7 separate regions of the Mus musculus genome follow, and all the other regions are linked to region 7. The links are chromatin contacts, called in public HiCAR-type, HiChIP or PLAC-seq and promoter capture Hi-C maps. All regions are on one chromosome and are shown on one strand. Each heading gives the region's core, a stretch centred on a gene start, on an enhancer-like site or on the middle of the called end of the contact. The rest is flanking DNA. Distances are from core to core; before and after follow the strand shown. Region 1 has its middle 13 kb from the start of 5830408C22Rik. Region 2 holds the start of Tm2d2 (TM2 domain containing 2). Region 3 holds the start of Ido1 (indoleamine 2,3-dioxygenase 1). Region 4 holds the start of Tacc1 (transforming, acidic coiled-coil containing protein 1). Region 5 overlaps Adam9 (a disintegrin and metallopeptidase domain 9 (meltrin gamma)). Region 6 holds the start of Htra4 (HtrA serine peptidase 4). Region 7 holds the start of Golga7 (golgi autoantigen, golgin subfamily a, 7).

The links. Promoter capture Hi-C pulls out the DNA fragments that hold promoters and counts their contacts. HiCAR-type assays count read pairs that join an accessible place to other places. HiChIP or PLAC-seq counts read pairs in DNA pulled down with a chosen protein or histone mark.
Region 1: a contact with region 7 is called in a promoter capture Hi-C map of hippocampal neurons, with 4 times the contacts expected there. The contact joins the enhancer-like site here to the promoter of Golga7 in region 7. A contact is called at or near these places in 3 of 39 promoter capture datasets (the C10 cell line, embryonic stem cells and hippocampal neurons), 1 of 484 Hi-C or Micro-C datasets (B cells) and 2 of 115 datasets of contacts at active chromatin or transcription factors (embryonic stem cells and large pre-B cells).
Region 2: a HiCAR-type map of astrocytes shows a contact between it and region 7, with 6 times the contacts expected there. The contact joins the promoter of Tm2d2 here to the promoter of Golga7 in region 7. A contact is called at or near these places in 5 of 39 promoter capture datasets (embryonic stem cells, hippocampal neurons, liver and 1 more), 1 of 484 Hi-C or Micro-C datasets (embryonic stem cells) and 4 of 115 datasets of contacts at active chromatin or transcription factors (astrocytes, embryonic stem cells, large pre-B cells and 1 more).
Region 3: a HiCAR-type map of astrocytes shows a contact between it and region 7, with 4 times the contacts expected there. The contact joins the promoter of Ido1 here to the promoter of Golga7 in region 7. A contact is called at or near these places in 8 of 39 promoter capture datasets (the 3T3-L1 cell line, 3T3-L1-derived adipocytes, the C10 cell line and 4 more) and 3 of 115 datasets of contacts at active chromatin or transcription factors (astrocytes, differentiating embryonic stem cells and embryonic forebrain).
Region 4: an H3K4me3 HiChIP or PLAC-seq map of stem cell-derived neural progenitor cells shows a contact between it and region 7, with 5 times the contacts expected there. The contact joins the promoter of Tacc1 here to the promoter of Golga7 in region 7. A contact is called at or near these places in 2 of 39 promoter capture datasets (the C10 cell line and cranial neural crest) and 3 of 115 datasets of contacts at active chromatin or transcription factors (astrocytes, large pre-B cells and stem cell-derived neural progenitor cells).
Region 5: a promoter capture Hi-C map of hippocampal neurons shows a contact between it and region 7, with 7 times the contacts expected there. The contact joins the enhancer-like site here to the promoter of Golga7 in region 7. A contact is called at or near these places in 4 of 39 promoter capture datasets (the C10 cell line, cranial neural crest, hippocampal neurons and 1 more) and 3 of 115 datasets of contacts at active chromatin or transcription factors (embryonic forebrain, embryonic stem cells and large pre-B cells).
Region 6: a contact with region 7 is called in a HiCAR-type map of astrocytes, with 4 times the contacts expected there. The contact joins the promoter of Htra4 here to the promoter of Golga7 in region 7. A contact is called at or near these places in 2 of 39 promoter capture datasets (embryonic stem cells and hippocampal neurons), 1 of 484 Hi-C or Micro-C datasets (B cells), 2 of 115 datasets of contacts at active chromatin or transcription factors (astrocytes and embryonic stem cells) and 1 of 9 other capture datasets (embryonic stem cells).

The regions. Positions count from the first base shown.
Region 1 is chr8:25,113,612-25,116,311 of GRCm38.p6, reverse strand. No RefSeq gene overlaps it. Among named protein-coding and RNA genes, the nearest start is that of 5830408C22Rik, 13 kb to the right of the region's middle. Within about 2 kb of position 1,286, at least 4 of the 459 cell types and tissues checked have an H3K27ac peak or open chromatin away from gene starts, as enhancers often do. A contact at or near this core is called in hippocampal neurons, where this site is marked.
Region 2 is chr8:25,015,787-25,018,731 of GRCm38.p6, reverse strand. Tm2d2 (TM2 domain containing 2) reads right to left here and starts at 1,521. Exons shown (of 4, transcript NM_027194.3): 1 at 1,140-1,521; 2 at 579-666. The coding sequence starts at 1,363. Adam9 (a disintegrin and metallopeptidase domain 9 (meltrin gamma)) reads left to right here and starts at 1,810. Exons shown (of 22, transcript NM_001270996.1): 1 at 1,810-2,047. The coding sequence starts at 1,951.
Region 3 is chr8:24,595,450-24,598,401 of GRCm38.p6, reverse strand. It overlaps Ido1 (indoleamine 2,3-dioxygenase 1), which reads left to right and starts at 1,450. Exons shown (of 10, transcript NM_008324.2): 1 at 1,450-1,561. The coding sequence starts at 1,463. Gm51565 (a long non-coding RNA gene) reads right to left here and starts at 2,791. Exons shown (of 2, transcript XR_003947523.1): 1 at 2,382-2,791; 2 at 958-1,759.
Region 4 is chr8:25,200,219-25,202,918 of GRCm38.p6, reverse strand. Tacc1 (transforming, acidic coiled-coil containing protein 1) reads left to right here and starts at 1,377. Exons shown (of 13, transcript NM_177089.5): 1 at 1,377-1,797. The coding sequence starts at 1,634.
Region 5 is chr8:24,972,631-24,975,628 of GRCm38.p6, reverse strand. Adam9 (a disintegrin and metallopeptidase domain 9 (meltrin gamma)) reads left to right here. Exons shown (of 22, transcript NM_001270996.1): 15 at 2,495-2,600. Among named protein-coding and RNA genes, the nearest start is that of Adam32, 25 kb to the right of the region's middle. Within about 2 kb of position 1,513, at least 67 of the 459 cell types and tissues checked have an H3K27ac peak or open chromatin away from gene starts, as enhancers often do. A contact at or near this core is called in hippocampal neurons, where this site is marked.
Region 6 is chr8:25,037,372-25,040,355 of GRCm38.p6, reverse strand. Htra4 (HtrA serine peptidase 4) reads left to right here and starts at 1,394. Exons shown (of 9, transcript NM_001081187.3): 1 at 1,394-1,965; 2 at 2,318-2,417. The coding sequence starts at 1,482. Plekha2 (pleckstrin homology domain-containing, family A (phosphoinositide binding specific) member 2) reads left to right here. Exons shown (of 12, transcript NM_031257.3): 12 at 1-1,212.
Region 7 is chr8:23,255,519-23,258,414 of GRCm38.p6, reverse strand. Golga7 (golgi autoantigen, golgin subfamily a, 7) reads left to right here and starts at 1,335. Exons shown (of 5, transcript NM_020585.2): 1 at 1,335-1,741. The coding sequence starts at 1,631.

The DNA.
Region 1 (2,700 bases), core at 37-2,536, 1.9 Mb before region 7:
ATCATTTTGGTTTTCTGTGCCCCTAGGTGGAACATTCGCCTGGCTAGGCTATTTGTGTCTCAGTTTTCCTTCTCTGGACAATCCTGGAGGCCTCAGAATTCCTTGGATTTATTAGAATTTGCCTTCTTAAAAGAAATGAGGATTTGAAATTGATATTCAAGCTTGCCATGTGTATATATGGCACACACACATATATGTATACATAGATATACATAGATATATACACATACATGCATACACAGACCCTGTACTGGCTAGTTTTGTGTCAACTTGACACAGCTGGAGTTATCACAGAGAAAGGAGCTTCAGTTGAGGAAATGCCTCCATGAGATCCAACTGTAAGGCATTTTCTCAATTAGTGATCAAGGGGGAAAGGCCCCTTGTGGGTGGAACCATCTCTGGGCTGATAGTCTTGGTTGTATAAGAGAGCAGGCTGAGCAAGCCAGGGGAAACAAGCCAGTAATGAACATCCCTCCATGGCCTCTGCATCACCTCCTGCTTTCTGACCTGCTTGAGTTCCAGTCCTGACTTCCTTTGGTGATGAACAGTAGTATGGAAGTGTAAGCCGAATAAACCCTTTCCTTCCTAATTTGCTTCTTGGTCATGATGTTTGTGTAGGAATAGAAACCCTAAGACAGACCCATACAAACACACATACACACACAGACACACACACACAGACACACAGACACACACACACACACACAGATGGAATGGAGGAGGAAGCAGGGTCTCACTATGTAGCCTAGGCTCCCCCTCTGCCTCTCAAATATTGGGATGACAGGCATGTGCTTAACTCCGTTTTCGTGATGAGTAATACCAACAGATAGATACTGAGAGTCTTTGCATAGCTGTGTGTATGTAAATATCTAAAACATCTTATTAGGAGTCTAACAATTTCCAATACTGCCTCATGTATAAGAATCAACAAATAAAAATTTCCACTGTGACATAGCTCAGTGGAAAGGTCTCCTAGCAGAAGTGAGGTCTGGGCTTTGATCTCCTGCATGCAGACTGATTAAGTAATCAAACAGTTATCATAATTGTAATGATGAGTTAATCTCAAAGATGTTCCACTGCCAAGAGCCCTATGGACACAGGATATTTTTTAAATTGTAGCAAAGTCAATTTACATATGCATTTTTGGGGAGTTTCAGAAAATATGATAGGGCAATCAATAACAGAAATCAAACATAAAAATATCTGACATTTGGATAAGCTATTTCGGGCAAGTGGGATGAGAGCATAGCTGCTGGGAAGGGATTTAACATTCGTGACTGTCAAAGAACTGCTTGCTCCTGTTTGAAAAATGAGTGATGGTGTCAGATTGCCACGATGCTCAGACACTAATGGATATCGGGAGCTGATGGATACATTTGACTTTGTTCACAGTCTGTATGTAGGGTGCAGCCTCTGCAGACACTTACATTCTCCATTTCAGACAAAGATGCCAACTGATGCATGAAGGGCCACACAGTGTGTTGGCATTTGGGGGGTGGGGGGAGGTAGAGGCTGTAACTTTTTTTTTTTTTTTTTGGTTTTTCGAGACTGGGTTTCTTTGTGTAGCCCTGGCTATCCTGGAACTCATTCTGTAGACCAGGTTGGCCTGGAACTCAGAAATCTTCCTGCTTCTGCCTCCCAAGTGCTGGGATTAAAGACGTGCGCCACCACTGCCCGGTTAGGCTGTAACATTTTAATCCAGTCTCTTACTGGCACCTCTGCTTACAACACCAGTCTCTCACAGCTTTGGCTTTGACATTGAGTGTTAGTGGTAGGCGTCCGTGTACCTGGCATTTGGGGATGTTCCTAGTCTTCATCATGAAGCCTGCCCACTCTGAGCTGGTTGGCGGGTGCAGAGTTGTGGTAGTAACTTAGGCTGAAGAAACCAAAAATAAAATCGGCCCCTAGATACGCCCTGCCCCCTGAGCGAGTACTTCAAGACTATGCCATTACTCGATTCAGAGCTCCCTCAGCGTCACGTAATTACTAGTTTTATTCCAATAATTTTCTGCCATACTTCCTTGTCATTTCTGAATATAGGGAGAGACGCAGCAGTGGGGCTCTGTAATAAACGAAGAAGCGACGGAACTAACTCTGCTGTGCATGGTGAATCAGAGTGGCCTTCTCTTGCACTGTGTGAGGCTCTACTAGAGTTGCTCCAAGCATGGGGTGGGGGTGGGCACGGGAGTGGGGTAAGGTGGGAATGGGCATGTGGGTGGGGTGGGGATGGGCCCAGCGGTGGGGTGGAAAAAGATGGTTTTTCAGTAATTAAGAGAACTTGCAGCTCTTACAGAGAGCTTGAGTTCCTTCCTCAGCATCCGCACTAGGTAGTTCAGAACTGCTGATGTCCCTGGTCCCCAATGGCATCTGCACTCACTGCCCCCTACCTATTAGTATGACCTTGAGATGATATACGGTACCAGCAGAGATGTAGAACATGGGACAAATCCATCAGCGCAAACATTCCCCCATTCCTCAGCCCCAGCTTACAAGACCCATGGTAACACTAATTATTCATTTCTATGTTTTTATCATTTCAAACTGTTGTGCAAGCAGAATCACAGAGCATGTGGATTTCTGATCATTTTTCCTACTCAGTATCACTAACTGAATGTTCATTGCATCACCTATTTAGCAATGACCTATTCCTTTAGGGGAAAAAAGATTTATTTATTTATTTATTTATTTATTTATTTATTT
Region 2 (2,945 bases), core at 272-2,771, 1.8 Mb before region 7:
AAACCAAACCAAACCAAACTTCATTGGGTTTTGAGAGACCAAGTTAGATGCACTCACTTTAAGGCTATACTACTGGCTTCTCTGGAATGTTTTATCCTCAAATAAAATCATAACTGACAGACTCTAGCTACTTCCAACGGATATGGTGCAGGCCGGCTGTCACCTGCATGAGGAACTTGCTCCAAGTGCGTGTGTAACCAAGAAAGGCCAGTTCAGCACCAGCTTTACAAAGTGCATGGCTTTGCTGTTGTTGCTGCTGCTCTGTTAAGAAAAGCCTTGCTTTGAAAGTACAGTCGATGTCTTGGCTTTAATTTGTTAGTTTCAACAGTCAAAGGAAGCAATACAGGTTGGTCTTTGCACTTGGGTGGCTTGGGCACAGGCATGGTTGGTTCCTGAGGAAAGCAAATGTGCTCTTCAGCCGTTAAAACCTTTGTCATGTTTCCAGCGACAGTTATACGGATGAAGTTGTAAAAAAAAAAAAAAAAAATCAAGTCTGTCTGTATGCCCTTCTGTAATTCTTTAACAGCACCCGGCCATGCTTCCCACGAAGGTGCCTGTACAAAGAACAAAATCCTCACCTTGAGACAACCATAACCAAGCTCCTGGGAGGCAGTTGCATTTCCAACGTGATCCACTGGGGCATCACAGTCTACGAACTCGTCGGGTCTGCAAATCAGTAAGATTTTTCATCAGTGCCTTTTGCCGATTGCTTCTGTGTCCGCACGCAATGCTATTTTCGTTCCTCTTTTAATATCTGTTCCTCCTTCTGTACTGGGAACTGGATACGCTAGAGGTGCTATCTACCTTTGAGCTACATTTCCAGCCCTTGAATTTTCTTTCTTTCTTTTTTTTTTAAATTTGAGACAAGTTACCCAGGCTGGCTGGTTGGCCTTGAACTCATCCTGTAACCAAGGCAGCAGAAAGGGTGCAGGAAGTGGAAGGGTTCTGTAGCCTACATTACTCCTTCCCAGTATCTACCACTAACACACAGTTTAATTGCTTTCTGTGGCAGGGCAATTGAGAGGCACCAGTCCCGGAATCACCTCCCCGAGGTGGAAGCAGCCTTCCGCTCCCACAACCAACAGCTATCCCTGGCCCGATCCCCCTCTAGGTCCGCCCGCCACGTCCCGGCAGCTTACAGGTAAGAGCAAAGGATGACTGGCGAGTTGGGGTCGCTGTATTCCCAGCTTGAGGCCGCGGGACCCTCGAGGTGAGCGGCGCCCGAGGGTGTGAGATCCAGTTCGGCCGTAGCATTAAACGAGTGGCTCCGAGAAACACAGTGCAGCAGCAGCAGGTTCCCCAATAGCAGGGCCGCCTGGCCGCACAGCAATAGGTAACTCACAGGGCAGCCGCCCAGCACCATCTTCCCGGGGGCCGGTCCTAGAGACCTGGCCTAAAAACAAAGCCAGGCCGCCACGGCCCACCGGAGCCCGGCGCTGTCAGGCCTCTCTCTACGTCGGGTACGCAACCCTCCGTTCCACAGCCAACCCGTGCGCAGCTCGACGCTCCGCCTGCCACTACGGCCAATCAGAAACGGCCAGGGGAAAGGTGTGGCCTGGCTTCGCTCCGCCCTCCAGTAGACCCTTCACTGCTGCACGGAGCGGAGGGAGGGTGGAGCTTCCCTTAGCCCCGCCCTCCAGCCCCTCCTACCTTCTCTAGTCTCCGCTGAGCGGGCGGAGGGGCGGAACAGCCGGGCGCGAACTGGAGCGGCGGCGGCGGCGGCCGCCGGTGGGTTGGCCAGACTGTATTTTCCCTACGTCAGCCTCTGGCCGCGGGATCGGGAAAGGGGCGGGGTTTTTGGGGGGGGGGGGGTTGCTGCGTCAGTGCCGCGCGCGTGCTCGCCGAGGGCGAGCGCCCCGCCAGCCCGGGGGCCCCCGCGGGGTTGCAAGGATGACCGAAGGGGCGGAGGCGGCGGCCGCGCGTTGAGCGGAACCTGCCGAAGCCCTCGCTATGGGGCCGCGCGCGCTCTCGCCCCTTGCCTCTCTGCGACTAAGGTGGCTGCTGGCGTGTGGCTTGCTGGGCCCAGTCCTCGAGGCCGGGCGACCAGGTGGGTGCCGGACGGGAACCGTGCTGTGGGGAGTGAGTGCTGGGTGGTGAGGGCTGCGAGGCGGACCCTGGGCTCCGGCTCCCCTGTCAGCGCTGACCCGGAGCCCGGTGGCCGGCGGCCGGCTGCACTGTGGCGGTGCGCTCGCTACTCCCGGGCTGCAGCGAGTGCTTTGCGGGTGGAGTGGCTGTCACCAGCTCTGGGCTGGGAGATGGAACTTTTGCTTCAGTCTATCAGGATTTGGGGTTTGACGTTCGCCGTCTTGGACGACTCAGCAGTAGGTCCACAGGGATCCCGATGGAGAAGAGGGCGGGTTTTCCTTGGGCCGTTTTTTTTTTTTTTTTTTTTTTTTTTTTTGTTAGTAAGGATACTTAAAATAATAAAATCAACGAAACGCTACGTTTCTAGAGCCTGTAGTTCAATCTATCTAAATCTGGACAAAGAATCTCTGCTCTGTTTAACCCAGGGGATTATCGGAAAGAATTAAATTACTGTTCGCCAGCACATCTGAATTGTGAAACTTCCCGTAAATATGTAAGATATTTATATTGTGGATGATGAAACTGAATGGGAACACACTAGGTTCTTTTTTTCCTGGAAATAAGTTATTTATTTCATCCTTTGTATTAAATTAGTGTTTGCATGGCTTAGTTATCTCTTTGAGCTCCGGGAACACTATGGACAATAGAAGGCTTTACAAAATTGTTGCCTTCAAAGGTGATGAGTGTAGATTTGAGTTCAGGACCGCTGACCTTCACGAAACTAATTACAGCTTCTTGTCTTTGGCTTTCTCCTTTTTAATTAAGTTAGCGTCCTCCTGGAGTTTATAAATACTGACAAATTTTCAATGGGATGCTTCCAGGACGTGTCTGATGAAACGTGCTGTTCTAGTTAACAATAT
Region 3 (2,952 bases), core at 201-2,700, 1.3 Mb before region 7:
AGCTAAAGTCAAGAGCTCCGGGGTACTGGTTAGTTCATAATGTTGTTGCACCTACAGGGTTGCAGATCTCTTTAGCTCCTTGGATACTTTCTCTAGCTCATCCATTGGGAGCCCTGTGATCCATCCAATAGCTGACTGTGAGCATCCACTTATGTGTTTGCTAGGCCCCGGCCTAGTCTCACAAGAGACAGCTATATCAGGGTCCTTTCAGCAAATGCTTGCTAGTGTATGCAATGGTGTCATCGTTTGGAGACTAATTATGGGATGGATCCCTGGATATGGCAGTCTCTAGATGGTCCATCCTTTTGTCTCACCTCCAAACTTTGTCTCTGTAACTCCTTTTATGGGTGATTGTTTCCAATTCTAAGAAGGGGCAAAGTGTCCACACTTTGGTCTTCGTTCTTCTTCAGTTTCATGTGTTTTACAAATTGGCGAGGCACTTTCTTAAAATTAATTAATTAATTAATTAATTAATTAAAAACCCATACAAAACAAAACAACAACAAACCCAAAATCCATTTCATCAAAGTGGACATAAACTTAGGAGTTCTCTGTACACCTTTACCAGAGTCTCAATTTTGTATTGCAAGGAATGTTTTTAGTTATTTGACGCTGCTCTTTACTTTTGAACACATTAGAGAATCTCCAGGTGGGCAGGGCTGAGAGCTTGTCAGGAGTCGGTCCCTGGCAGCCAGATAGAGTAGGAAAGGTGGACCACCTTCCAAGATATGGCTTACAAATCATGTGAAGAAGTGAACCCTCCATTAGCCTTAGCACAGACAAGAACCTAGGGAAGAAAACTAGGGGGAAGGGTCTGGTGATGATCCCCCTCTGTGCTACTTCTGAGGCTGACTCTCCTGTGTGTCCCAGGTTGTGTTTCAGAGCTGGAGAGACAAAACACTGACATTTAAAACAGGACATAAGTTCCCTCGTGTGAAAGCCAATAACGGACAGCTATTGCTAGTTCGGCTGTCTTTATTTTAAACCCAAACTCTGAACGTTTTCTAAAGCAAAATGCATTCTCCTGGTCACCTGTCCTCATGGTTCTTGTCATGTGAGTTGGGCACTTTGTGGCTTGAACACCCAATCCTCCTGCTGGGGTAACAGGTGGCCACCCAAACCACTGATGGGGTGGTTTCCAGGGCCGAGGCCTGAGTGTGCACTCGGTCACCATAATTGGCACTGGGAAGCTGAGGCCATCAGAGCCAACAGTTGATGTCCTTATGGGATAAATCTGATAAGAAACACAAATGTTTAGTTTCTTCATATGACGAAGAGAGATCCTTTGTGGTTTGGTTGTTTATCAAATTGCAAATACATAAAACAGAAAATGAAACTGTCCCAGGTGGAAGCCACTTCTCCCCGAGTATTACGTGTCAGCTGTGGGGTTTGGCTAAACCCTATAAGAGATGCTGGGACATTCCTTCAGTGGCCAAGTGGGGGGTCAGTGGAGTAGACAGCAATGGCACTCAGTAAAATATCTCCTACAGAAGGTTCTAGAAGGATCCTTGAAGACCACCACATAGATGAAGATGTGGGCTTTGCTCTACCACATCCACTGGTAAGAAAAGTGAAAATCTGCTTTGTCCTCATTATTTATCTCGACAGATGAATTTCTAAGTAAGCAGCTCTGTCTCAGGTTCTCTTAAGCGAATGAGTGATGTCAAATTCAGAGCCCACTTACAAAAAGGGAGCCTGGCTGCTCTTCAGTGTTTCTTCTTCTTCTTCTTCCTCAAAATCCAGCCCTTACTTTCTTAACCTGGAAATGTGAAGTGGTGAGGGAAGGGGCACATGAGAAGTCTTTTTAGTTTCGTGAAGGAAACGGGCTCATAGAAGGGAAGCCAGTTTGTCACAATGACTTTTCCAGCACGGTGTCCTGAAACAGCAACATTCAAATGCCCAGAGCCATAGAAACATTTCTCTTCTGAACCTTATCAAATGGATCGATCTGTGCTCCTCACTGATTTCAGTATATGAGATGATAGATCAAGCAACTTTTGTTTCATACTAATAATGCTTGTGGTTTGCCAAGCATAATCCAAAGGAAGGTATGAACAACCTTGATTGTGCTTTTGTGCAAGTTTTGGAATCCAAGTGCGGTGCATGTGGGGGAAATGCCTCGTGTCTCAACCAGGTACAGTGGGAAACAACTATAGTTCCATCACCCAGGAGTCAGAGGCAGGGGCATAGCCTCAAATTCAAGGCCAGACAGTCTTAAATAAAACAAAAGCTGAGAACGCACTGAACAAACAAAAATTATGTCATTAAATTGGACTGCAAAAACGCCACGCATACCAATTTATCATTCACATCTTCATTATCAACACTTACGGAAAATAGCAAAGAAGCAAAATACTCGTTTAGAGGTGCCCCATGCTCACCTAGTCTCACTAAGACCCGAACAGAGTAAGTAGTCAGTCGCACGTTTTGAGCTCGGGTGACTCTAGGACCCAGACGCAAAGAGCCATGGAGCCAGGAAGGCACAGATCTAGGGGCAGTGGGCTAGAGACTGGGATCAGATATGGAAAACCAAGGCAGTTCCCGGGAAGGCGAGGCACGGGTACACTGCAGAATTAAGGGTAGCAGCGAGCCTGTATCAGCTCGCCCAGCCGGGAGCGATCTGAAGCATGCACCCCGCAGTGCTCACGAGGAGCATCCTGCGCAGCTCCCATCCAATCCAGTGGCTTGCTGCTTGGGGCGGGACTACAGTTTAGCATGCAGCCTCAGGCTCTCCCGTCTTTGGGCACCAAGCCTGATATCCTTGCTACAAGTGTCCTGGCGCCTGCATCTTTGGGTGCCCTGGCGTGCCTGGTTTTGAGGTTTTCGTGTATCCGGTCACGAATGTGGAACTGACCACCTCAGGGTTTAGCGCTGCAGTTCTCAACCTTCTTAATGCTGAAACCTTTTCTAAAGTTCCTCATGTTGTGATGACCCCGGACGGTAAAATTATTT
Region 4 (2,700 bases), core at 128-2,627, 1.9 Mb before region 7:
TCGGGAGGAGGGAAAAAGAGGGTAGCAGTCTCGAGGAGGAGGAATGATCAAGCCCAGGTAAGGACTTACATGGGTACTATTTTCAAGCTACAGGGGTTTCTAATCTGAAGATTTGCTTGATCATAAACCCAAGACAACGACAGTTGGATAGTCTTGGCATAGTTCTTGTAGACCTAAAACAAAATGACTTCCGCTCACATTTTTAAAAAAAAAGTCTTTCAACACTTTTGACAGTCGTGTTTATCTCAGGCAAGAAGCAGTAATGGGCTCTAAAGTATACTCCTGCCTTTTTTTTTTTTTTATTATGGTAGGATACCTGCCAAGCCTTATCTTACATGTTTGCTTGTCTTTGTTATGAAGTGTATAAGACATTTGTGATTCATCTGCAGTACACGACGTGGTGCCAGCTTCTTTCAGGGTAAGCTCATGAGCATCCTGAAAATCTTCGCCTGACTTTGTTCTGAATTTTGGAGGCACACTCTCTGTGGGAATTGTAGCCACCTCACAGATTCTCTGAGACTGAGAAATGTCAGTATTATGGAAAACACACTGATGAGCTAATGGTCTCAAACTTGGCTTTGGAGGAAATGAATTCACTGGGAGAGAGGACCTGGGGCAGTCTCTTAGTGGAATCCTTCAAAGATAAAGGGGGGAAAATTCTTCTCTTCACCTTCAGAGGTAAAAGCCTTATTCTGAAGACTGTCACCAGATCTTGATGGCTCTGTACTGAAGAAGCAAAGGACATCAGAAACCAAGGACCCAGGAATTATCTGAAAAAAGCCTAAAGTTATGAAAAGAAAGAACAACAGGAAACGGCTCAGGCCGTCTTATCAGGGGGCAATTTTGCATCTATCCCAGGTCAGGGCACTCCGGAGCCCTCATGAGTGTGGCTTGGTGAGGGCAAGACAACTTCAATTCTTCTGTAACCTGGGAGCCTTCCAAATCCTGGGCGTAACAAGGATGGCGCTGACCAGTGTCAAGGATCGGGTACAACACTCTACAGAGGTTCTGAGTTGTTTTGTTTTTAAATAAGGGGCTTAACTTCTGTACAGCGCAGCTTCAGCCACGCCATTAAGTCCTAGCGGCAGGAAACACAGATAAAAGGGGAAGAGGAACAGCGCCGCGGCGCGCACACGCTCGGAAATGGACGGCGGCGGCGCGCGGCGCGCGGCAGGCGCGGATCCCGCGGGGAGGGCGAGCGCGGTCGAGCAGCCCCTGCCCAAGGCCGGGCGCGACCAGCGCGGCGGGGGGAGCGCGCTTCCAAGCGGCCGCCCCCGCGCGCCGCGCCAGTAGTTCGGTCCGAGGGGGCGGCTCCAGGGGCGCGGCTCCGCGGCGGCCGAGGCTGCTCCAGGCGGGAGCGGACCCCAGAGCCCAGCGACGCGGAGCAGGGCTGGCGGGGGAAGAAGCGGGCGGGCGAGCGGGCACGCGCGGGGGCGAGCTTCGGCGCGGCGGCCCGGAGGAGCGGGGGCGAGCGGCGCTGCGGGGCCGTGGGAGGAAGCGCTGCGCCCGGCCCGACGGCGCTCGTTGAGCCACATCCGCGGGTCGCCGGCGACGTTGCCGGCGCCTGTCAAGGCCCCTCCATTTTGAAGGAAGAGGCCGCCGTTCCCCCACCGCAGGGGCGGCAGCCGCGCTCATGGCGTTCAGTCCCTGGCAGATCCTGTCGCCCGTGCAGTGGGCCAAGTGGACGTGGTCCGCGGTGCGCGGTTCGGGCGCCGGAGAGGACGAAGCCGGAGGTCCCGAGGGCGACCCCGAGGAGGAAGAGGACTCGCAAGCCGAGACCAAATCCCTGAGTTTCAGGCAAGTACACCGCATCCCAGCCGAGATGCAGGCGGGCGCCATCCTCCCACCGCGGTCAATGCTGTGTGCGCGCAACCGTGTTCCCGGCTCTGCTGCCCGCAGCCGGGTCCCCGCTGTGTACCCGAAAGTTCGGGATGTTCTGTCTGCCCGTGTGCTTTTCGTCCTCTGTCTTCGCTGTAAGCTTTCTGAACCCAGCCCCGAATCCGCAGTCTGCGCATCCCGGTTTGCCTGGGTCGCTTTCTCGAAGCGTCGACACCCCGGCTCCGACGCAGCGGCACCGGGTAGTGGCAGTTGATAAGGCCAGGTGCGATTTGTAGCGTTTTCCCCTTGTGGGCAAGAAGTCGCTCCACCGCCCTTCTTGGCCCCGCAGTGTCCTAAAATGCAGCCTTGGTAAAAGAGGATCGCGTGATGACAGGTCCCTGGCAGCTGGTGAGAAATGGTGGTCTCTGCTGAGCTGTCACACGTGTGATTGTGGAAGGCAGGTGACGGCATTTTCAGCTTCCAGTGACTTCCAGACAGGTAGAGGCCTACGGAGAAGAACAGTATAGCTAGAATTGGCTTAGTTTGGGGGGTGGGGCGATATTAATTTTTACGCCCCTGGAAAGGGTTGATTGGGAAGTCTTTTTGTGTGTGTGTCTGTGCGTGTGAAAGGCAGCGATGACAAAAAAAAAAAAAAAAAAAAAAAAAAAAAAAAAAAAAAGGTCCTGGTGAGAAGCTTCAGAGGACGAAAGAGATTTCGGGGAGCTAGGATGCTGGGCATCGCTGAAAATGCTGCAGCCGTTCTCAGGCTGGGTTGAGGATTGGTTGGTTGTAAAGTTAGAGGCGCTGTACTTGCACTTTGGTGGCTGAGTACGTTTTAAAGGCAGTTGGAAATACCGTTGACTGTGGTAATGCCTCGTTTTT
Region 5 (2,998 bases), core at 264-2,763, 1.7 Mb before region 7:
ATTTCAGGCCTGCTCCTCTTGCTTCCATGTAGGGTTATGGATCTGTCATCTAGCCACTTGCAAAAGCTTTTCTCTGTTCGTTCAGAAACATGAAGAGCCCAGCATAACTGAGTGTGTAGTATATGTTCCAGCCCAGTGGAGTCATTCTTGTGGCATCTAGTGGAAGAATTTTCTCTTTGGACACTCAGACCTCTAAGCTATTAGAGCACGAAGTCACGGGTCCAGGAAGCATGTTTTTGTTAGTGAGTCATATTGCTAAGTGTTGCCACTCCCATTTGCACCCCTTAAGATCTGTACAGGGGATTGTGGTTGTTGCTGTTGGACCTGATTTAGAGCATATGTAGCTTTTTGAAGAAAAGATGCTCCTGTCCATCAAATTAGTACTATCTGACTTGCACTGTAACTGAGTATCCAGTACATTTCTACTACTCTAACAAGCCATCTAATAAAAATAAAATACTGTACTTAGTGATAAAGATAGGCCTGAAATCTAGGAGGATTGCAAGTTTAAGGCCTGCCTGGGCTACAGAGAGCCAGCCTGTGCAACTTAGTAAAACCTTGTCTCAAACAGTAAACAAGTGTTAGGAGATAGCTCAGTGGCAGAACACTTGCCCAGTGTGTACAAGGCTTCAGTCACTGGTTCTTGAAGAAGTGGTGTATATGAGCCTGGGCACAAAGTGCTGTCTTTTCTGTGATGGAAAGGGAATAGTGTATGTAGCTGCCCTGGTACCCAGATGCTGGCTGATGCTCAGGAAAGGGTGCCATATCAGAGACTCAGTGGATTTGGGTGGCGGCAGAGGTGGCTGGGAAAAGAGGCTGCCTGCAGTTCCCAGAATGGGTTTTCCTTTCTGTTGATTGTTTTGGCCCAAGCACCTCAATTGGTCATAATCATGAACTCTCCATCTCCTTCCCAGCAAAGTGAACCACAAAATGTTCTATGGGGTTGTTGCAGAGAGAGCATTGCCACTGTCCACTTTTGGGTGATGCTTCTACATGCTCAGAGCCATCTGTGAGATGCTTTGTTCTTCTCTTCCTGTGTCAACTCTTGGTAGGATTCCCAGAGTGCTCGTAGATGCTAGACAAGGGCTTGGGGAACTGTGGACGTGGACTTGTGGTCCCTCAGCTGTCTTCATTTTGGGTCTCATGGTGCCGGTGAGTTCCCACCCCCTGCACCTGTATGGAGTCGGCTGCGTATGACTGAGTCCTGTTTTCAGCACATTTACCCAAGTTGCAGTGGCCAATGATTGGCACTGAGGATTTCTACAGAAAGCCTTCCTAGATTCCTGTCTTCCCACCAGTCTCTTCTTTATCCTTGAGTCAGCAGCAGCAGCAAACACATTCGACTCCATCCCTCCCTGTATACTGTCTGGGAAATCTGTAACTTTCCCTGTTGTTCTGACTTGGCTGGGAACACTGTGTGGTATTTTTTCTGGGCAGGATTATGGATATGTCTCCTCCTGCTCACTGCTTCCCTCTGCTGCGCTGCCTCCGTTCACCCACATCCACCTTCTTTAAAGCTAACTGAGCCTTGTATCAGGCATGTGGGCTGGGTAAGGGAATCTGATTCAGGAGGGAGGAAGGACTGACGATTTGACTAGGAAATACTAACAAAGTCTTAGGGAGGGAAGAATGAAGGTGATACTAAAAATGCAAGAAAATGAGTGTGGCTTATCCTTTGTCACACGGAGTAGGTCTCACTGTATTTATCTAATGTAAGCGTCCATGTACAATAAAAACATGCGGTGGTCCGTGCTGTAACTGAGAGTGCTGGGTATGTGAGAGCAGACAGTGAGTGCCTGCGAGCTGTGACTTACTGCACGAGCTAGTTACTATTGCATGGCTGTGATCATGGGAGAAGAGTTCAAGGGAGAGACGCTTTGGCTTCTGGTTTCGGAGAGGTTCAGTCCATGTTTGCTCAGCCCTGTGAGCATATGAAGAACACCATAGTGATGGGACTGTGTGGCAGGGAGGCCTCTCTACCTCATGTTGGATAGAGATGGGAAGAGAAGGGTTCATGAGAGGACAGAGGCAAGAGCTTCCAGGGCACATTAACCCCTCTCCAGCTCCCACTGACCTGGCCTCCAGCTAGATTCTATCCCTCCCCTCCCCATTTCCCAAGAATCCTATCACATTATGAACTCATCAGTGATTGATCATCTAGAAGATCAGATCCCTGGACACACCTCAGACATTCTCAGGCAGGCTTATAATCTGTGTCTTTCTCAGTGCAATCAAGTCAACAGTGCTAGCCATCTGGCTGTACATGGTTCCTAATTGTAGTAATCATGTAATGATATTTGTTATAGTCTGAGTGCTTGGATCCAGGCCTTTATGTGCAATCTGAGTTATGAAGTGTAGACCAGAGGCGCTGTATGTGTAAGGCTGAACATTTAGAAGTGTGCAGTGGCTCCTACACGTGTGTGAGGATCATATGGGATACTTCTGACTAAAGTTACCATCACTTTTTTTCTCTCTTAAATGTTGACTATTGCAGAGGCTAAGGCTGCCCCAAGAGATTGCTTCATTGAAGTCAATTCTAAAGGTGACAGATTTGGCAACTGTGGTTTCTCCGGCAGTGAGTACAAGAAGTGTGCCACTGGGTAAGTGGAGACAAGGGTGAAGAGGGCTATGAGCAAGGGAGGGGGGGTGTGTGGGCCCTGAAGTCCTCTCCTGCTCCTGGGACTGCTGCCTTCCTCTTGCTTCAAGTGCTTACAGTCTCATATGCAACATGCACAGCAGGCTTCAGCGGGATGTGCTGGGAGCAAGCGGGGAAGTGATTCATTTACATGCGTGCACATTGTGGATCTAGTGGGTTTAGAACCTTGTTTTATTTATCTGTGACCTGCAGGAAGATGCCTGAGTGAATATGCCCTCTTTTCTTCGCACACTCTTTTCTTCAGTAAAACATTCTCTGATTCGGTTGTATATACAGAACATCTGCAGTACTAATTGGGCCTCTCATTATGTCTTTGTCAGCCTTACAGGAATTTAAAAGGAT
Region 6 (2,984 bases), core at 145-2,644, 1.8 Mb before region 7:
GAAAATATAATTATCTTTGTGAAGCCTCAAAACATTTAAAGTCTCAATTCTTGTTTCAGAATTCCCCTTCTGTCTGTATTTACACACATACACACACCCTTTAAATTTGTTTTTTGCTAGAGTCTTGCTACGGAGTCCAGGCTGGCTTTGAACTGATAATCCTCCTGCCTCAGCCTCCTGAGTGCTTGGATTACAAGTCTATGCCACCATATCCAGCCTAGGACAGTATTTTAATGTGAGCCAAAGATGGTGCATAAACCTTTAGTTTTCAAGGTGTGATGGCGTGTGGGTTTGTGGTTAAGCATAGATTGTGGATAAATCCGAAGGGATTTCTGGATTATAAAAGATACTGCATTTCCTGTGTGGAATAAAAGCAGTCTCTGGGGTTGGGTCCTTCTATAAAGCTTCGAAGGTATTGTTCTCTGTAGCTGAAGTATGTCCTATCCATTACTCTTCAATGCTTTGGTGGACTTGCTTACTCGGGTCAGGTGATAATCAGGGGAAAAAAAAAAAAAAGAAGCGTGTGTTTTTCATTCTCCGAACCACACCGAGGATATGGGAGACCGCAAACTAAAGTGGCACCTCTGGTCAAAGTGGCGGAGTGACAGCTCTACTTCCAAGTAGAAGGCTGCCCCTCCGGGAAGATTTAAGGTCCATCGTCCTAGTTTACTGGAAGCAAACTGGTTTGGTTTGGTTTTCCCCTTTCTACACAGGACTTATATGACCCTCTGAGTAAGCAGTGGACTGGTAATTGAGCGGTAGACTTGATACTTGTTTTCAGTGTCAACCAAATAAACAGCTATCTGGTAGCAGACGGCAGTGTTTTTGAAATTAGGCTTCCCATGTCGCCTGTTTAACCTCCTCCCCCACCCCCACCCCCCAAAATCTGTTTTCCTCAGTCCCTCGTTCTCTCTCTGTGTTATTGCCTGCCTGAGTCAATTATAGTCACTTATACCAGGTAGGCGTTGAATCAAGTGAATATTTGGCAAAAACACACAGTGTGACTGCTGGGCCCTCTGTTTATGAAGGTGTGGCATGCCCCGTTTGAGCCAGTGTTTGAGCCGTGAAACACCTCCTGCAAGCACTGAGCTTAGTGCATGGAAACTCCAGCTTCTTACGTTGTGTGAGCTCCTAATTGGTATGTAGCAAAACGTCATTTTCTAAAAACTGGTTGGTTGCTTGTTTTGTAATAAAAACATGTGAAATAGGAAATCTGGTTGTGTGTTTTCCTGGTCAGATCTCGTGGCCGTGGGTGGGTGGTCACGTTTCTCCCTTGCCCCAAGACTGGTTTTTGAGTGGACCCCTCCCTTCATGGCTTTGGGGTGGGTGGCCCTTGTCCTGGGATGGCATGGGTGGTGGGTGATATATGGGTGTGTGTGTGTAGAAGTGAGCCAGACTCTGACCTTTATAAAGTCCGAAGGCTGGCTGAGGCAGCATCCAGGCCAGGAAAAACAGTCGAATCGACGAGGTCAGGGAGCAAGATGAGCTTCCAGCGGTTGTGGGCTGTGCGAACACAGTTTCTCCTGCTGTGGTTGCTGCTACCAGCCGTGCCTGTTCCGTGGGCCGAGGCCAGGAGGTCCAGAGTCTCGCTGCCCTGTCCCGATGCCTGCGATCCCACGCGCTGCCCGACTCTGCCTACCTGCTCGGCCGGCTTGGCGCCGGTTCCCGATCGCTGCGGCTGCTGCCGAGTGTGCGCCGCGGCCGAGGGCCAGGAGTGTGGCGGGGCGCGGGGCCGGCCGTGCGCCCCAAGGCTGCGCTGCGGCGCCCCGTTCTCCCGGGATCCCTCGGGGGGCGCGTGGCTGGGCACCTGCGGCTGCGCGGAGGGTGCTGAGGATGCGGTAGTGTGCGGCAGCGATGGGCGCACCTACCCCAGCCTATGTGCGCTCCGCAAGGAGAACCGAGCCGCTCGCCAGCGGGGCGCGCTCCCGGCTGTGCCAGTGCAGAAGGGTGCCTGCGAGGAAGCAGGTGAGCGGGGCGCGGGCGAATCTCCTGACACTTCTCTTACTTTTCAGAGGGAGATGAAGTGAGTGCTCTAACTTCGCTCGCTCGCGAATTCAGTGGGCCTTCCTTCGCCATCTCTAGGGATTCAACCTGTTGTGGTTGTTCCTGGTGTTCTTGCCTGGTTAATTTTGGTCTCTTTACTGGCTGCCACTGGGCTTCCCTTTCTCCTTTTCTTCCCTCTGGTAGGACAGGGAGGGTCCTTTCATCTCCTGGTCTGGAGAACCTTCAGAGAAAGAGGGACGGGGAGATGCTGGGGAATTTTGAGATGCGACACCTGCATCCAGGGACGCACTCACCGTGGACCGTTTATTCACAGGGACCACAAGAGCAGGGCGGCTCCGGAGAAAGTACAACTTCATCGCCGCAGTGGTGGAGAAGGTGGCGCCGTCTGTGGTCCACTTGCAGCTGTTCCGCAGGTAAAGGTCCCATCTAGGATCAACTACCTCACCTGCTGGTTGCCAGATTTCTGACCATTAAAACCGCTGTGAGGAAACACAGATTCAAAGAGTTGGCTGGGGTGTAGGTGGGCAGTAGAATTCCGCAAAGCCTGCAGGAGACCTGACTTGCTAAGAGTTATTTCGCTAAAGAGCAAAGAGCCAAGCGCAAGGATTCTGGCTTCTAAATTGAAGCTACAGCAGTGCGTATTGGTGACTGGTGTTTCTTTCTCCCCGGTATCCCACAGCAAAACTAAAGGCTGACTGTAGGAGCTAGTAGTGAGCATTTGGTGGGCTTGTTTAGCCTTAGCACTCGCTTGCATGCAAGGAAACCCAAATGGAGAGCAAACTTAGTTTGTTCTGAGTCACAACGCCAGTTGGTAGTGGGAACTAAGAGCTAGATTCTGAGGCTGTGGCAGTAGTGTGAGCACAGGGTTAGCACCAGGTTTGGCCTGTTCGCTGCAGATGACAGACACACAGGTTCCCACACTGATCTAAAGGAGGAGACACCATCCTGGACCCAGATCTCAGTTGTGTTCAGAAAAGATG
Region 7 (2,896 bases), core at 86-2,585:
CTCAAAAAACCAAACAAACAAACAAATAAAAAACTGTCTTGGTCATGGTTTCCCTTCACAGCAATGGAAACCCTGAGGCAGTACGTGAATGAATAAATGGGGAAAGTCACAGAAATGAAATTACGTATGGCACAACAGAGGAATCTCAGTAGAATCTATACAATAAGAAGGAGACGAAAAACTCTGATTCAATTTAAGTGAAAGTTAAGAAAACACAAGTTTGTTTCTAGTGACAGAAAGGTTAGTACTGGGCAAAGGGGGTCTGCTGAATGGCTGAAAGGTATGACTGTAAAGAGTAAGGAAGTTTTTAGAGGTGGTGTTTATTATCTTGATTGTACTGATGGTTTAAGGGCATGGACGTGGTAGAAGTTAACAAATTATGTCCACGTTAAATGAGTGGGTTTACTATACACCCTTTATTGGGATAAAGCTATTCATTTTTGAGACAGGGTCTCACCATGACGATCTGGCTGGCCTGGTACTATTTAGGTAAACTGGGGTGGGCTTGAACTCAGAGATCACCAGGGAGTGGACGACCTCTGCCCTGTCCCCCGCCCTATGCTGGAAATTTTTTTAATGCTATTTTTAAAACCCCAAAAGAGAAATCAATTATCGTGACAACTGATCAAGTATCTAATCAATTATCAGTATACTAAAAAGTTGTACTAGAACATCGCCACCACCAGACGTGCATAGGGATTTTCCTGGATGTCTTGCAAAGATACAGTCAGTAAAGTGGGGACCAATGAGAGAGAACTGTTGTTGGTCCAGTCGGGTCACCTAAGCGGGTATAGCTGGTGTACATGTCTCTGGGACGAAAAAAACCAACACCTCAAGAAGAATTGGAGAAGGGATGCAGGATAATGCAGAACAGGAATACCATCTCCTCACTCTCGTTCAAGAGGGTTCCAGGGGCCAAATGCATCCCCAGTAGTGCGCTTTGTAGTTGTAAATATCTGTGTCTGTTGGAATTGGAGAGTGACGGTTGTTTTTGTGGAGCGAGGTGGGTTAGCCCACGTGAAAGCTGGAACGCTTAATCAAGAAGGGAACTATTCCTGTGCCCACAAACCACTTCACCACAACCAACAGGGAATTCCGAGTCTCTAACCCCGGCGTCTTTCCCGGAACTCCCGGATCCACCGATCACGTCCACCTCATCATCATCATCTTCTTCCGCCCGGAAGGGTTTCATTCGCCTACACTAGGAAGACTTCTCTCCCAGCCACCGCGCACCTCACCGCAACGCGCAGCCGCGGAGGCGTCGCTTTACGGCCGGAGGGGGCGGGGTGTCAACGTGCGGCACAGAAGGTGTTCGGGAGAGGCTAGGTTTTTTTGCGACAGGACGTAAGCGGCGACGGAGGTGGCGCGACAGCTGCTGGAGGGCCGAGGAGGCGGGTTTGTGTTTCCAGGGCCGAACCAGGATGTGGGGGGGCGCGGGTCCTGGGCTTGGGTAGCTTGGAGTCCCTCGGCTACAGCCATGAGTGAAGGGGATCGGCGAGGGGGGAGGCCTGGGGCGTCTTTGGGCGGTGGGTGGCTCCGAAGGGCTGGCGGGCCGGAGAGCCGGCTCTAGGCCGGCCATCTGACCCCGTGTCTTGCCCGAACTCGCAGAGCGGCGGGTCCTGTCCTCGCCATGAGGCCGCAGCAGGCACCGGTGTCCGGGAAGGTGTTCATTCAGCGAGACTACAGCAGCGGCACGCGCTGCCAGTTCCAGACCAAGTTCCCCGCGGAGCTGGAGAACAGGGTATGCAGCCCGGCTTCCCCTGCTCCTGGCCCTGCTCCTGGCCCTGCCCCTGGCCCTGGGGAGGGGAGAGTCCCTGGAGCGGGAGGGAGTGTCTCACGGTTCGGGAGAGCATGAGACGTCAGGATTCATGGGAAAAGATATACGAAGGAGGTACGGTCTAGTATTTGGAGAAAGACCACTAAGGCTAATGCTCAGAGTACAGTGATCATATAGAACTTTTAGGATGCTGGCCCGCAGTCCACCCAAGAGTGTCCTTAACAGGATGCCGACACACACACACACACACACACACACACACACACGGTACTTGACACCTGGTTGAAGCTCACACACACACACACACTCACTCAGTTATTGACATCTTGATGAGGTGCTAATTCCTGGAACTCCAGGCCACCTCATACCTCCTGTGGTAACCTATATCCTACTGCCTCAGACACGCGAAAGACAGCGTCATAGTCATGACTGGTATCTGTGGTCACTGTGCTGGTCATACTGTTCAGCTGAAAGGGTTTATTAGGGATGTGCTCGGCAGTCCAGACAGGCCTTCTTGGAACCTGAAAAACGTACACGGTCCCGGGCAGGAACGGCAAAGGAACTTGTAGCTGAACCAACCCTGACTCCCAGTCATTATCACTGGGAACTTCCTGTTTGCCTTGCATATCAAAACGGTCATGGGGCAGAGGTCCTTTGGGCAACCTTGTAAACAAAGATGAGATTTGTGTACCATTCCTTCAGATTTAACCACACCAAAAAAAAAACAAAAAAAATCTACTCGTCTACCCAATGTGATCCTCCTTTTGTTCTTCAGCGATATTACTCAGATTCTATTTCCTGTTCATAAATCAGTTTCTGAAGGATGAGGAACTTGGAGGGTAATTAAGCATGGTGTGGGTGTGGGGCTAAGAAATGCTGCTTGTGGACTAGGTAGGTGGAGATGAGTGTGTACTAGAGAAATGTGTGCCAGCCATTTAAAATCAGAGGGGTGGTTTGTAGGCTGGGTGTGTGGCTTAGTGCACAGAGCCTGTTTTTTCCAGGTTGAAGGCCCAGGGATCTATCCCCAGCACTACATACTTACTCAGGCCAACTACCAGCTACTAGGAAATCTAAGGCTGGAAGACTGCATGTTCCAGGCCAGCCTAGGCAGTTTGAAAA